Regions from separate parts of the Ovis canadensis genome. Here region 2 is linked to region 1. The links are chromatin contacts, called in public Hi-C maps. All regions are on one chromosome and are shown on one strand. The core of a region is the stretch at or near the end of the contact, and the rest is flanking DNA. Distances in the headings are between cores, read along the strand shown.

Region 1 (7,562 bases), core at 3,141-5,640:
TACTTAGTTGGCTGTGCTGGGTCTTAGTTGCAACACATGAACTCTTAGCTGTGGCATGTGGGATCTAGTTCCCTGACCAGGGATCGAACCTGCTACCCTGGCATTGGCAGTGCAGAGTCTTAGCCCCTGGACCACCGGGGAAGTCCCTCATCTTGTAATTTCTGAACTGACTCATTTTATAGACTATAATACATCGGTGCACAAAAATAAATGCAAAATGGTTTAAAGACTTAAATGTAACACCCGAAACCATTAAAATTCTAGAGGAAAACACAGGCAGTATGCCGTTTGACGTTGGTCTTAGTTGTATTTTTGGGGGATCTGTCTCCTCAGGCAAGGAAAACACAAACAGAAACAAACAAATGGGACTACATTAAAACAAAAAGCTTTTCATCTGGGAATCTGTTTCCTGTGCGTGTAAACTCACCTCTTCTGAACATTTCATACAAATGGAATCATATGATTGGTCTTTTATGACTGATTTCTTTCACTTAATGTATTTAAGAAGCATCCATGTTGTACCACATATCAGTACTTGTTTCCTTTTTGTTGTCAGATAATATTCTATGGTACAGTATACCATATTTTGTTCCATTTGTCAGTTGATGGATTTGGGGGTTGTTTCCACTTTGGGGCTATTATGAATAAAGTTACTATGAATATTCCTGTTTAGAAAAAAAAAAGTTTTTGCACAGCAAAGAAACTTTCAACAAAAGGAAAAGGCCACATACTGAAAAGAAGAAGATATTTGCAAATGATATATCTGAATAAGGAGTTAATATCCAAAATATATAAAGAATTCATACAACTCAACATCCAAGACACACACAACCCAATTGAAAAATGGGCAGAGGATCTGCACAGATATTTTTCCAAAGAAGACATATGGATGGCCAACAGGTCCATGAGAAGATTTTCAACACCGTTAACCATCAGGGAATCAAAACCACAATGAGGTATCACCTCACCTCTGTTAGAATGGCTGTTATCAAAAAGACAAATGACAAGGTTGGTGGGACTTCCCTTGTGGCTCAGCTGGTAAAGAATCTGCCTGCAATGCAGGAGACCTGGGTTTGATCCCTGAGTTGAGAAGATCCCCTGAAGAAGGGAACGGCTACCCACTCCAGTATTCTGGCCTGGAGAATTCCATGGACTGTACAGTCCACGGGGTCACAAAAAGTTGGACACAACTGAGCAACTCTCACTTTCTAACAAGGTTGGTGAGAATGTGGGGAAACGGGGACCCGGGGTGCACTGCTGATGGGATTATAAGCTGGTATAGTCATATAAGGAGAACAGTGTGGAGATTCCTCAGACAAATTAAGACAGAACTATCATATGTCATTCCACTTCAGGGTATGTATCCAAAGAAAACAAAAGCACTCTTTAGGAAAGATACAGGCACCACTATGTTCATTGAAGCACTGTTTACAATAGTCAAGATGTGGAAGCAACCTAAGTGCCCATCAATAGGTGAATGGATAAAGATGTGGTGTAGAATATGCAATGGAAATATTCAGTCACAAAAAAGAATGATATATTTCTCTTTGCACCATCATGGATGGACCTAGGGATCATCACACTGAGGAAGTTAAAATAGTGAAAGGCAATATTACATGATATCACCTGCAACGTGAAATCTAAAGAAATGAACAAAACAAAAACAGGGTCACCGATACAGAGAATGAACAGGTGTTTGCCAGAGGGGAGGGGGTTGGCGGGGAGGAGAGAAACAGGTGAGTGAGATTAAGAGGTACTAAACAGAAGAGATGAGTCATGGGTATGAAGTATACAGTGAGGGGAGTATACTCAATAATTATGTAGTATCTTTGGTGACAATAACTAAGCTTACCATGGTGATCATCCTGAAGTATAGAGAACCAGTGAATCGTTATGTGGGGTAACAGGAACTAACATAGAGCTGTAGGTCAATTATACTCCAAAAACAAACTCATAGAAACAGAGATCAGATGTGTGGTTACCCGAGGCAGGGGTGGGATCACAGGGAACTGGAGGAAGGGGGTCAAAAGGTTCCAGTTACAAACTTCCAGCTGTAAGATAAACAAGTACTAGGGACGTAATGTACAACATGATAAATATAATTAACAGTTGTCTATGAACTTTGTAGAGTTTAATGGCACCCCACGCCAGTACTCTTGCTGGGAGAATTCCATGGACAGAGGAGCCTACAGTCCATGGGGTCACAAAGAGTCAGACAGGGACTGAGCGACTAACACAAGAGAGTAAGTCCTAAGCGTTCTCATCAGAGGAAAAATCTTTTCTATTTTTTTAAATTTTGTGTCTTTACAAAGATGAGGGATGCTCACTAGACGTGCAATCATTGCATGATCTACGTAAGTCAAATCTCTGTGCTGTATACCTTAAACTTACGCACTGCTGGATGTCAATAACACTGGAAGAAAAAAGAATATAGTAACTCAAGCCTACTGAGCCTCCATACTGTAAGGAGGCTCCATACTCCCCTTGTCTTCTCCTGACCTTCCTGTCTCACTCATTCATTCCTTCTTCTATTCATCCGACAATACCCAACCAGTCTGCACCAAGCACTGTGTTATTCAGTCGCTCAGTGGTGTTTGACCTGAAAACACAGAGGTTAAACCATCTAGCACCACCTACTGGTGAAAGTTCATATTGCAGCCCATCTCTGGGTGGAGGTCAGTTTCCACCCAGAGAGAGAAATCAGGACCTCAGTGGCACCCCACTCCAGTACTCTTGCCTGGAAAATCCAATGATGGAGGAGGCAGGTGGGCTGTAGTCCATGGGGTCACTAAGAGTTGGACACAACTAAGCGACTTCACTTTCACTTTTTACTTTCATGCATTGGCGAAGGAAATGGCAACCCACTCCAGTGTTCTTGCTTGGAGAATCCCAGGGGCGGGGGAAGCCTGGTGGGCTGCCATCTATGGGGTCGCACAGAGTCGGACACGACTGAAGCGACTTAGCAGCAGCAGCAGAGAGTGGAGAAGTCATCTAATGGCAAAAGGAAGACCCAAGGCCAGGGGAAGGGTAGGACCCATCTGTTCTAACAGCTAATCTCCCACAGGCTTGTCTCTGCCTCATGTTTTTCCTGCTCAGACGAGGGTTCAGGGCAGTGGGAGCTGCACCCCCATCTCCAACCCCCACCCCCTGCCCCGGGAAAGGCTCTGATTTCATCAGGAATATGATGTTAAAATATAATGTGAAAGCCACTTGTAGTTTGTAGTTAAAATAAGTAGCCTTGATGAGAACCGACTGTATGGCTCAGGGAACTCTCCTCAATGCTCTGTGGTGGCCTAAAAGGGAAGGAAATTTTGAGTATAACCTTACTAGCGTGTGAATGAGCACAGCTTGGACAGTAGCTTGGCCAGTCTTTGGCACTGCCAAAGAATAAGTCCCATTATTTACCTACCTACGTCAGTCAAAAAAAGGCTTGTTTTTTACACACAGCTGACTTAAAATGCTGGCTTGGGTCTTTTTAAATGAAGGATGATGACAAAGGACCACAGCTGTATTGAACACTCGCACTTGGACGTCCCCCCGCCGCAATAAAACCCAACAAACGGTGAGGGAAAAGGCACAAACTCAGTTCTATTTGATGAGCAGTTTCTGAGACAATGTCACTGGCAGAGTGGAAAGCGGTATAAAGAATGAATCCTAAATACGGAGCGACAAGTACTGGGTTGGCCAAAACTTTGTTCGAGTTTTTATAACATCATATGGACACACCTGAACGAACTTTTTGGCCAAGCCAATATTTCAGATGGTAGAAAACTGCCAGTCAAAATGAGAACGTGAAAGGTGGGTCAGGAAGGGGACCCACAGGCCTCATACCAGGGAAGCCTACCTGGGTTTTCCACTCGCCACAGCCGTATCATTTTTGCAAAGTAAATAGCAAATTTACTTAGGCTATTTAAAACAGTCAATTTAAAAGGAAAACATTAAACAGCAGTTTGGGGGTGGGGAGGGGCTCACACTTAGGGTTCAAGAGACCCACCGTCAGCCCCAGGCGTTTTGTCAACTTTCCCCCTTTATCTCCCATCCCTGTTCCCATCCTGCCACCCCCCATCCTTTATAGGTATTCCCTATGTCTTTCAATATGTCTTTTTAAAAATACCAAGTTGTTTTATGTATGCATGCGTTTTAAATGTGCAGACAAATTATTCTATAGGTATCGTGGCCTTTTCTCTTCATTCAATACTATTTAAGATCCACCCTTTTTGACAAATGGCGCTCAGGTTGGTTGCCCTGCCCAGCAGTGAAGCCTTGAGTTGGCTCCAGCGCCCCCTCGTGGCCCCATGTGTGTTTACAGGGCCAATGGGAGGGGTGAGTGAGTTTCTACTTTGGCACGTCCAGGGTGACTCAAGTCAGCCCAAGTGGCCCCCGCCCCACTTACCATAAGCATGGCCCTCGTCACATGGCTGGAAGAACAGCCTCAGCTCACTGGCCCATAAACCAAGTACAGTACTCTGCATTTGACCTTGGCTGACTGTAATTGGTGGTTTTTTAAATCGTGGCCAAAAATTTCCAGGGTGTTATGGGACAGGGACTGGCCTCGCCTGACAATGTTGCGTCAGACCTCATCAGGTCACTTAAAAGGATTTTAGCCTTTAGCTGCTGATTTGCAAACAGGTGCTAATGAATTAGGTCAGGCAGATAGCACCTCTACTCTGAAACAGTTTTGAGCTGCTAAGTGGAAGAATATATTTCAAAGTGGAGAAGGATGTTTCTCTAATCACTGACTCCTCCCCAGAGACCCCGGGAACTAACCAGATGCACTAGAATGGGGGCTTGGTGTTTAGACCAGATCTGAGTACTTGTCGGGGTCCTCTCATCTCCTACCTTTGGAGACTATAGAACCAGCATGTCACCACCTACTGGGGTCCTGCTGACCCTGCCCTTGATCCCCACCCCGCGTCCAGACACCGCCCACCTCCAAATGGAGGGAAGGCAAGTTCCCCCCTGCTTCCCTCGGTTTTCTCGCCAAAGCCTCTACACGTCTAGAACCTCTCCACATAGCCCCAGGAGTTCCTCAACCAGCCTGAGACTAACGAAAAACCAGGTTGACCCCAGCCCTCCACCTCTACCCTCATCCACGGATCCTGCTCCACGGGGGCGGCATTTGAAGTTCCGAAGGCTTCCGGTAAAGATGTGACCCGCCAGGGCCCAAGGGAGGGCCCATTGCCAGGGCGATGTCAGAAATTGCGCCCCACAGCTGCTGCCTGCCCCCTCCCCGCCCATGGGAACCCCATGCGCCCAGCACTGTGCGAGCGCCTCCAGGGACCCCCCCCCCAGGAGATAATGGGGTGACAAGGAGCTGTGGGGCAGGGAGGGGCCAGGCTGAAAGGACTGGGCTCTGGCAGCTCGGGCCCACAGACCTTAAGGCTCTGACCCACAACATGTGTGAACCACGCGCGCCCCCTGCCCCTCCAGTGAGTTCTCCATGGGCCCCTCCTGGAACAGGTACAGCTCAGGGTTGGAAGCCAGCCCCCGTGAGCTTTCAGGAGAGGTGATATGAAGCTCCACGGGGACGGGGTCCCTTGTCACTTCTGTCACCGTACTCCTGGAACAGCTGCTGGTCCCCAGCAGGCACGACGTACCCGCTGATTGATGCGTTACCTTTGCTGGGAGGTCACCGTATGCCAGGTGCTGGGGATAATCTCACTTAAGCCTCACAGTAGCTCTGTTTTACACATAGAAACTGAAGCCCAGAGAGGTCAAGCTGTTGGCCTCAAGTCACACAGTGAAGCGATTCAGGAAGAAACTGGGACCCTGGTCCCCCAGCACATTAAAGGTATTCCACAGACCTGTGCCTTTCTGACCCTCTCCCCCTCCACGAAGAGAGCCCACCTGGCCCTCAGCTGTGCTCTGTCGTCACTTCCTGATGGCTCCTTAATAGCCAGGCCTCAGGCTTATGCCTCTACCTACAACCCGCCCCCCCACCACCCATGTTGTATCCTGCGGTGCCTCTGTGGGCACCCCTGGTCCAGGCTCTGAGGTGCTGGTGGGCCTCTCCTGGGTCCACCCCGAGGCCTGGTGGGCAAGGCCAGCCCTTGGCCTGCCCGACCTCCCTCTGAGGCTGCTCTGCTGGCGGGGCTGACCCCGGGCCATGACTCAGCCTTGTTAACCAGGCCCAGACTCCCAGAAGCCACAACTCAGTGCATGGTCTGACCTCAAGCTACCAACTCCTCCATGGCAGGGGCCAGAGCCTGCAGCCTCACCACCAGTGGGGCAGGACCCAGAATGCAGTCCGCCGCCCCTCTCAAAAGGTCCCTGTCATTTCTAGAGGCTCCCCGTGGCTCCATACCTGGCCTTGCCTGCCTAGTGCTGGGGTCTCCATAGCGGGCTGTTTGCAGGGGCCGGAAGGAAATGCCTTTTAATCTGATTTTTACTGGAGTATGGTTGCTTAACAATGTTGTGTTCGTTTCTGCTGAACAACAAAGTGAATCAGCCACATGTATGCATATATCCCCTCCCTCCCACAGCCCCCACCCCCGCCTCCACCGCAGGTTATCACAGAGCACCGGGCAGAGCTCCCTGTGCTAAACAGCAGCTTCCCACTCGCTATCTGTTTTACATATGGTAGCGTGTATATGTCAATTCTATTCTCCCAGTTTGCTCCACCCTCCCATGCCCCCCCACCACCCCATGTGCACGTGTTTGTTCTCTATGTCTGTGTTTCTATCCCTGCCCTGCAAATAGTTCATCAGCACCATTTTTCTAGATTCCGTATATATGCATTAATACACAACATTTGTTTTCCTCTTTCTGACTTACTTCATTCTGTATGACAGACTCTAGGTCTATTCATATCACTGCAAATGACCCAATTTCATTCTTTTTTATGGCTGAGTAATATTCCAGGGAATGCCGCTTTAAATGTCTACTTTAGGGTATAATCTACCATGTAGCAACCTACGGAATAATCAAACACTTTTACTGATGAGCGATCAAAAACATTTGGAGGCCAAAGATTTAGGGGAGTGCTAGTCCTAGGGCTCTGAAGGGGCTTCCTACTGCTGCTGTAACCAATTAGTACAAACAGCGATTTAAAACAACAGGATTTAATTACATTTCTGGAGGCTCAGGGGAGAACCCACTTCCTTACCTTTGTCAGTTTCTAGAAGCTTCCTGCATTTCTTGGCTTATGAGCCCTTCCACCCACTGCCACATCTCCTTCTCACTCTGCTTCCTGCCTCTTCCTTATAAGGATCCTTGTGATCACATCATTGGACCTCCCTGGGTAATCCAGGGTGCTCTCCCCATTTCAGGACCCTTAATTCACCATACCTGCAAAGCCCCTGCTGCCATGTGAGGTACCCTATTCATGGGCTCTGGGATTAGGATGTGGGTGTCTCCGTGCTATTACTCAGCCTACCACTCACATGCCCCATCTCTGCTGTTCAGCGCAGGAAACAGGGAAGACCCTACACCTGAGTCCCTATTGCCTCAGGTCACAGTTATTGGCTGGCCTTGCAGACAGCCTGAATTCAGATGCTGGTCCTCTCTCATCTGACACCTGGACCCTTAGCATCCTCCTAATCAACCCTCAGACCTTCACCTCC
Region 2 (7,562 bases), core at 2,401-4,900, 98 kb before region 1:
TAAGCCAAAATGACTTCCCCATACCACAATATGTGAAAATGTCTACCATCAACACCAACAGTTGTAAGTTGATAGCATGTACTTTTGATGCACTGTGATGAGAATGGCAATTTACCTCTGTGATCTTCCTCCACGAGACTTTTATCTAATCATGAAGGGAAATTTCAGACAAATCCCAGTGAGGGAACATTCTCCAAAATATCTGACCAGTACTGCTCAAAACCATTAAGGTCAACAAAAGCAAGGAAAGCACGAGAAACTGTCACAGCAAAGAAATACCCAAGTAGCCATGAAGACTAAATGTCATGTGATATCCTGGACTGGATCCTGGAACAGAAGGATGTTAGGTTAGAAATAAGAAAATCTGAATAAAGTATGATTTTGATAATAACATGCCAGCATTGGTTCATTCATTGTAACAAGTGTATCCTACTAATATATTAATAATAAGGGAAAACTGGGTGCAGGATATGTATGAACTCTCTGTACTATCTTTGCAATTTTTTCTTTGAAAATAAAGTTTATTTTAAAATATGTAGTCCTTATAGTGGTAAAGAACCCGCCTGCCAGTGTGGAGAAGTAAGAGACGCGAGTGTGATCCCTCGGTGGGGAAGATCCCTGGAAGAGGGCACAGCAACCCACTCCAGTATTCTTGCCTGGAGAATCCCATGGACAGAGGAACCTGGCAGGTCACAGTCCTTAGGGTTGCAAAGAATCGGACACAATTGAATCAAGTTAGCACACACAGACACATACAATGACAAAATTTTACCCAGGAATATGGAAAAAGAATAAGTAGAAAGACTTATCATCTTCCTGGATAAAAAAATTGCTTTTGTAAAAATATTTCTCCTTGAATATTTATTTTTAAAATGAGCTCAATTTCCATCAAAATAGCAAAAAAAGATTCTGAAATTGAAAAAAGATATTTGTAAATTTCATCTGAAGAACTAATAAGTAGGAAGAATCAGAAGTATTTTAAACCTAAATGAAAATGGTCACGGACATGAAATCAAATATTAAATGTATAAACATTAAAATGGTATTATATTGTTGCCAGAAGAGATCCTCATTAAGACAGAATAGAATATTCCAAAACAGGTACACTGGTTTATACACAAGCATGTGTATTTTGAATATAAGGTTAGAATTTCAAATCAAAGAGGAAATGGAAGATGATTTAATAAATGATGTTGGAATTTAATAAATGGTGTTTATATCTGAGCTCATTGGCTAAGACATACATAGATATGTAAAACACCCTATATGTACAAACTAAATTCCAGATGGATTAAAAAGTGAAGCCACAGAAGAACCGCTACCCCCACTCCCTCGAAATATAGGTGATGATGTATCTGATAGATAGCAGGAACAGCTTTTTTTAGACATACAAATAAAAAAATAACAAATTAAAGTACTAGTATATTCTCATAAATATTAAAAACTTTTCTACGTTAAAAAAGTCCCCCTACCCCCTTGAAAAAAAAGACAATAATGAAACAAAACTTTGCAACATCTATAAGAAAGAATTAAGATAGTTAAATATAAATAAATTCCTATATCTGTAAGGGAAAAATATAACACATCCAGGGAAGAAACATCCTAGAATACCAGACCGTATTCACAAATAAGACTGCATAAGCCTAAGTAACAGAAAAGTAATTTAGCCTGGGGTTTCCCTGATAGTTTAATGGTTAAGAATCCTCCTGCCAATGCAGGGGACATGGGTTTGATCCCTGATCCTGGAAGATCCCACATGGCACAGAGCAATAAGATCCCACATGGCACAACCACTGAGCCCACACACCCTAGAGCCTGTGCTCTGCAACGGGAGAGGCCCTTGCAATGAGAAGCCTGTCCCCTGCAACTAGAGAAAGCCCTCAGGCAGCAGGGAAGACCAGAGCAGCCAAAACTAAACTAACTAATTAATTTAGAAAATAATTTAACCTGATCAGCAGTAAAAAAAAGAAATTTAAATTAAAATGCCATCATTTTTTTTAACCTTTCATCAGAAAAGGGATTTTTTTGTTTTAACGACAAAGCTAATTGTTGGTTAAGAGTAGAGAAAAATAGATCCCCTCCCATACTTTTAGAGGGAGTATAAGCTGAAGCAATACTTTTGAAATATAACCTAACAAGAAAGTATCAATTGCCACAAGAAATGTTTAGTTTCTGACCCAGCAATTCCTCCTCCAGGACTATATTATCAGACATTACTTGAGCACTATGTCATAAGCACTTCAGGCCAGGATAAGCTATAGAGCAAAAATTTAAACCCTTAAACGTGGTGCAGGGAAGGGCTGATGCATCAAACTATAGTTTACCCCCAGGACAGAATGTCTGATGACAAGTGAAAAATCACATTGAAATTCTGAAAAAAAAAAAAAAACAAATGCACAGGGACAGAAACACATCAGAAGTGGCCAGAGGCAGGGGTCAGGGAGAAGTTGATTACAAATGACCTGAGAGAACTGGGGACTAGGGGGACTGGTGATGAAAACGTTCTGTATCTGAGCTGATGGTTGCACAACTGTAAAGGTTTGTCCAAACTCATAAAAATATACACTCAAAAGTTGAATCTGGGGGTTTCCCTGGCGGTCTCGTGGTTAAGATTCTGCCCTTCCACTGCAGGAGTCTCAGGCTCCATCCTTGGTCAGGGATCTTAATTCTGGCATGTCTCATGAAACACACTGCCCTCCCCCCCCACCCCCACCCCATTGAGTTTTACTCCGTGTAAATTACACCTCAATAAATATAACTTTTTTAAAAATCTGGTTGAAGAATATCAAACAACTTGTGCTTAGTCCCTCAGTTGTGTCTTTTTGTGACCCCAGGCTCCTCTGTCCATGGGGATTTTCCAGGCAAGGATACAGGAGTGGGTTGCTATGCCCTCCTCCAGGGGATCTTCGCAACCCAGGGATGTAACTCAGGACTCCCACATTGCAGGCAGATTCTTTACCCTCTGAACTACCAGGGAAGCCTATGAACACTGGAGTGGGTAGCCTATTCCTTCTGCAGGGGATCTTCCCCACCCAGGAATTGAATCGGGGTCTCCTGCATTGCAGGCAGATTTTTTTTACTAGCTGAGCTACCAGGGAAGCCCATTAAACAGCTTGGGGAAATATAAACGGTAGATTAAATAAGTAATTTGCAAAGTAGCATACAAGTGTGATTGGAACTTGGAAGTGAGGTTACAGGATGGAGATGTGGTGGTCTTGGCAAGACAGACTGGAAGGAAAAGCAGTAAGATCTACCAGTATCTCCCTCTGGAAGTGAATTAAATTTTCTCCTTGCGTTCTGTGTGTATTTATTTTGTTGTTGTTGTTATTTTTTTGTTTTTGGCCGAGAACGACTCGTCTGTCATCAGGGGGCAAAATGTTACACTTGGAACCCCGGTCCACTTGCAGCGTCTTTCGGGTGTTTTCAGGTTCTTTTCCCTTTGGTGGGGCCACCAAACCAGAGAGAATCCCATTCGGGCGGGGGGGCAACCACCGGTGGGTAGAAGAGAGCCGGAGGAGAGGGGCAGGTGAAGAGAAGGACCAGTGGGGTGAAGGTGGGGGGCGGGCGAGTAAGACCCGGGGGTAGGGATGGGAAGCGGGTGGGGGCGGGCGAGCAGGAGAGCAGAATGTGCTTCCTGGCAACCCACTCCAGTGTTCTTGCCTGGAGAATCCCAGGGACGGGGGAGCCTGGTGGGCTGCCGTCTATGGGGTCGCACAGAGTTGGACACGACTGAAGCGACTTAGCAGCAGCAGCAGCAGCAGCAGCAGAGTCTAATTGGGGCAGAGATGCTGCGAGGGGCCGACCGCTTCCCCATTGGTTCCTCGGACAATCACAGCACCTCCTGGATCTTAGTCATTTCCTGAGCTCAGCTGCTGCGAAGAGGGCATCGCCATGATAAGTGAGTTTCTCCTTCCCATCAGGGGACGTCCTGGGCAGGGGGCGGCCCTCCCAGACCCCAACCCACCAAGGGCCAGAGGACTCGCTTCTTTCCCTCAATACTTCAACCAACTCTCTCTCCTCTCTCTCAAGAACGAGCGGCGGCCGCTGCGATCGGAGGAGGTGACTTCCCTGCATCCCTGCATCCCTGTGTCGCCAGGCCTTCACCTGGCCCCGGTCCGGGGATGGACGGGAGGCCTTAGAAAGGGGACACTCCCCACCACTCCTGGAGCCGCTGGGGTGACTGCTAGGGACCAAGAGCGGTGCTCCCTAGGAAGAGGACCCCGCGATCCCCCACGTAGATGCTCCTCTAGTCCTTATATGTAAAGAGCATGTAGAGAAGGTTTCATTTGAAAGGGTATTTGCTGCTAAAGCCAGCAGTGGTTTATTGGTTTATTTCACCCCCACACTGACACACACACACACGCACGCACACACACGCACGCACGCACACGCACGCAGACCTGAAGCCCAGGAAGGGGTGGTGACTTCCCCGTTGCCACACTGCAAGTTGGAGACTCAAATAGGTGCCTCCCCTAAACTACTGTCCCTAGCTGGCTCCACAGCCCCGCTCCCATACCATTTTTTTTTTTTTTTAACCTTGGGACATTTCTCCAAGCGGCTGTCCCCGTCTGCTCCAAGCAGACAGTCCCCAGAAACTGTCAAGGATTCCTAAAGGGGGGTCCACTCCCCTCAGCCCATGCCCCCGACCCCAAAGCTCCTCTCTCCCTGCAGCCCTGGCGGTGGCGGCGGTGCCCGCGGTGCTGGGCGCCGTGGGCTTCACGGGGGCTGGAATCGCCGCCTCCTCCTTAGCGGCCAAGATGATGTCAGCGGCCGCGGTGGCCAATGGGGGCGGAGTTGCCGCCGGCAGCCTGGTGGCCACTCTCCAGTCCGTGGGTAAGGGGCTGGGCCGGATGAGGGGCGGGAGGAACAGAGGGGAGGAGGGTCCGACCAGCACAAGTGTCGCCCGAGGCTAAGCCTGCGGGAGGGCCGGTCCCTCCCCTCCAGTTTCGTGGTCCTCAAGGTCCCTGGTTCTCTGTCTCTCCCTCACTGTTCTCCTGAGTCCTGGGTGAGCCTTGCAGGCAGGAGTGGAGTGGAGGGGTGAGCGGGTCCTGGGAAAGAGAAGAACGGAGGGTCCCAGGGTTTGTGACAGCTGGGCTCTAGGTCTTTGTTTTTGTTGTTTAGTCGCTAAGTCGTGTCCGGCTGTTTGTGACCTCATGGACTGTAGCCCACCAGGCTCCTCTGTCCTTGGGATTTCTCAGGCAAGAATGCCAGAGTGGGTTGCCATCTCCTTCTCCAGTGGATCTTCCCAACCCAGGAATCGAACCCACGTCTCCTGCATTGGCAGGTTCTTTACCACGGAGCCACCAGGGAAGCCTGGGCTCTGGGTCTAGCCCTGCCAAAATCTGACCCCTGAGTGGCCTAGGCAGATCCCCTCCCCTCTCAGCCTCAGTGGGACCTGTCGCTCTTGGGGTCTGTGGCTGACTCTCTCTCTTCACCCCCTTCTCTCTCTCTTCCAGCCACCTCTAGCTCCCTCTGCCCAAAGCAGAGCCCTGGGGGATTCTGGACCTAGAGGAGGCATCCACGTGGCATCTCTGGGCCTCAGGCCTTCTGAAGGGGTCCCAGCCACTGGCCACTGCACCCTTCCTACGCTCACCCTTTTTCTCTCCCAACAGGGGCAGCTGGACTCTCCACATCATCCAACATCCTCCTGGGCTCCGTTGGATCAGCTTTTGGGGCTTTGCTTGGAGGAGCCAGAAGGGCACCTCCTTCCCCTCCTCCAGGTGGACCCAGACCTGCAGGGGAGCAGCCAGGAGAAAATGTACCCCAAGTCGAACCTCCAAAACCCCCACTCGGGCCAGAGAAGTATGAGAAATAAAGATCACCTGCAGATGTAACTCCCTGTCTTTACTCCTTGCAGCCCTGGGGGGCTGTGAGTTGTGAACTGGAAGTTTCAATTCCTCCCCATTCTCCCAACCTGAAGGGCTTCCCCGGTGACTCAGTGGTAAAGAATCCACCTGCCAATGCAGGAGACATGAGTGCAATCCCTGGGGTCAGGAAGATCCCCTGGAAAAAGGATATGGCAACCCACTCCAGCATTCTTGCCTGGGAAATCCCATGGACAGAGGAGCCTGGTGGGCTACAGTCCATGGCGTTGCAGAGTCTTAGCGACTTAGCGACTGAACCACCACACTCCCAACCTGTCTTCTGGTGGGGGGCAGAGAGGGGTGGCCAGCTGATCAAGCACAGTATCACTTGGCAGGAGGCTCTCATTGGTCCCCATCTTACAGAGCATGGGCTGTATAACCCAGGGCCATCCGTGGGCCATCCGTGGGTCTCAGTTTACCACTCACTCAATGATGCTTGAATGCTTAGTTGCTCTGCTGCTGCTGCTGCTAAGTCACGTCAGTCGTGTCTGACTCTGTGCGACCCCATAGATGGCAGCCCACCAGGCTCCCCCGTCCCTGGGATTCTCCAGGCAAGAACACTGGAGTGGGTTGCCATTTCCTTCTCCAATGCATGAAAGTGAAAAGTGAAAGTGAAGTCGTTCAGTTGTGTCCGACTCTTAGCGACCCCATCGACTGCAGCCCACCAGGCTCCTCCGTCCATGGGGTTTTCCAGGCAAGAGTACTGGAGTGGGGTGCCATCGCCTTCTCTTAGTTGCTCAGTTGTATCCAATTCTTTGCAACCACCTGGACTAAAGGCCACCAGGCCTCTCTGTCCATAGCGTTTCCCAAGCAAGAATACTGGAGTGGGTTGCCAGTTCCTCCTCCAGGGGTCTTCCCCACCCAGGGATCAAACTCGCATCTCCTGTGTCTCCTGAATTAGTAGGTGGATTCCTTACCACTGAGCCATCTAGGAGGCCACACTCAACGATGGGGTTGACAGAGGTTCCTAGGTAGGCAGAGATGAGGGGTATCTAGGATGCGTATAGAGCCACTGACCCCAGATCCCTCTGCCCTTAATGTCATTATTGGACACCAGACATCCAGAGGTGATCAGGACATTGGCCTTTCTCAGAATGCTGTGGGGAGGCTGACCAGCAGACCACCAGGACAAGGACAGTGCCGTGTGCCAAGTGTTACAGTGGGTACTTCGAGAGGAAGAGATGGGGTCGGGAGTGGTCCCTACGCTTTGTGCCTGGAAAATTGAAAGGGAACTGGCGTTTACCAGTTCCTCCCCTGGTGACCGTTTGCCTGCAATGCGAACCCGGGAGACCCGGGTTCGATTCCTGGGTCAGGAAAGTCCCCTGGAGAAGGAAATGGCAATCCACTCCAGCCCTCTTGCCTGGAAAATCCCGTGGACGGAGGAGCCTGATAGGCTACAGTCCATGGGGTCGCAAAGAGTCTGACACAACTGAGCGACTTCACTTCCTTCACTTCCCCTGGTGACAAGAGTTCTTGGTCTCCCCTGAGACTCTGTTCCCATCCAGAGTGAGCGCTCACTTCCTTCCAGAGAGGCCTACATTCTCTGGAGTCTTTTTAAAGAAGGAGATAATCAGTTCTGAAACTGCTGCTCCTGACCCTATGAAGAAGGAGGGGCTGCTTAGGACACAGGAAGCTAGAGAGAGTGTTAACTCCCCCCGACAATAAGAAAAAGCCAGAAAACTTACAAAAGCATAACTT

The links. A called contact is a pair of places that touch in the nucleus more often than the background predicts.
Region 2: a contact with region 1 is called in a Hi-C map of lung, with 4 times the contacts expected there. The contact joins the promoter of LOC138423608 here to the enhancer-like site in region 1. A contact is called at or near these places in 2 of 2 Hi-C or Micro-C datasets (fibroblasts and lung).

Annotation. Positions count from the first base shown.
Region 1 is chr18:72,241,944-72,249,505 of ARS-UI_OviCan_v2, reverse strand. All of the region lies in intron 1 of OTUB2 (OTU deubiquitinase, ubiquitin aldehyde binding 2), which reads right to left. Among named protein-coding and RNA genes, the nearest start is that of OTUB2, 7.8 kb to the right of the region's middle. Within about 2 kb of position 4,390, the one cell type or tissue checked has open chromatin away from gene starts, as enhancers often do. A contact at or near this core is called in fibroblasts, where this site is marked.
Region 2 is chr18:72,338,878-72,346,439 of ARS-UI_OviCan_v2, reverse strand. LOC138423608 (interferon alpha-inducible protein 27-like protein 2) reads left to right here and starts at 3,650. Exons shown (of 4, transcript XM_069559698.1): 1 at 3,650-3,898; 2 at 4,030-4,059; 3 at 4,672-4,833; 4 at 5,613-5,834. The coding sequence starts at 3,892. The coding sequence ends at 5,815.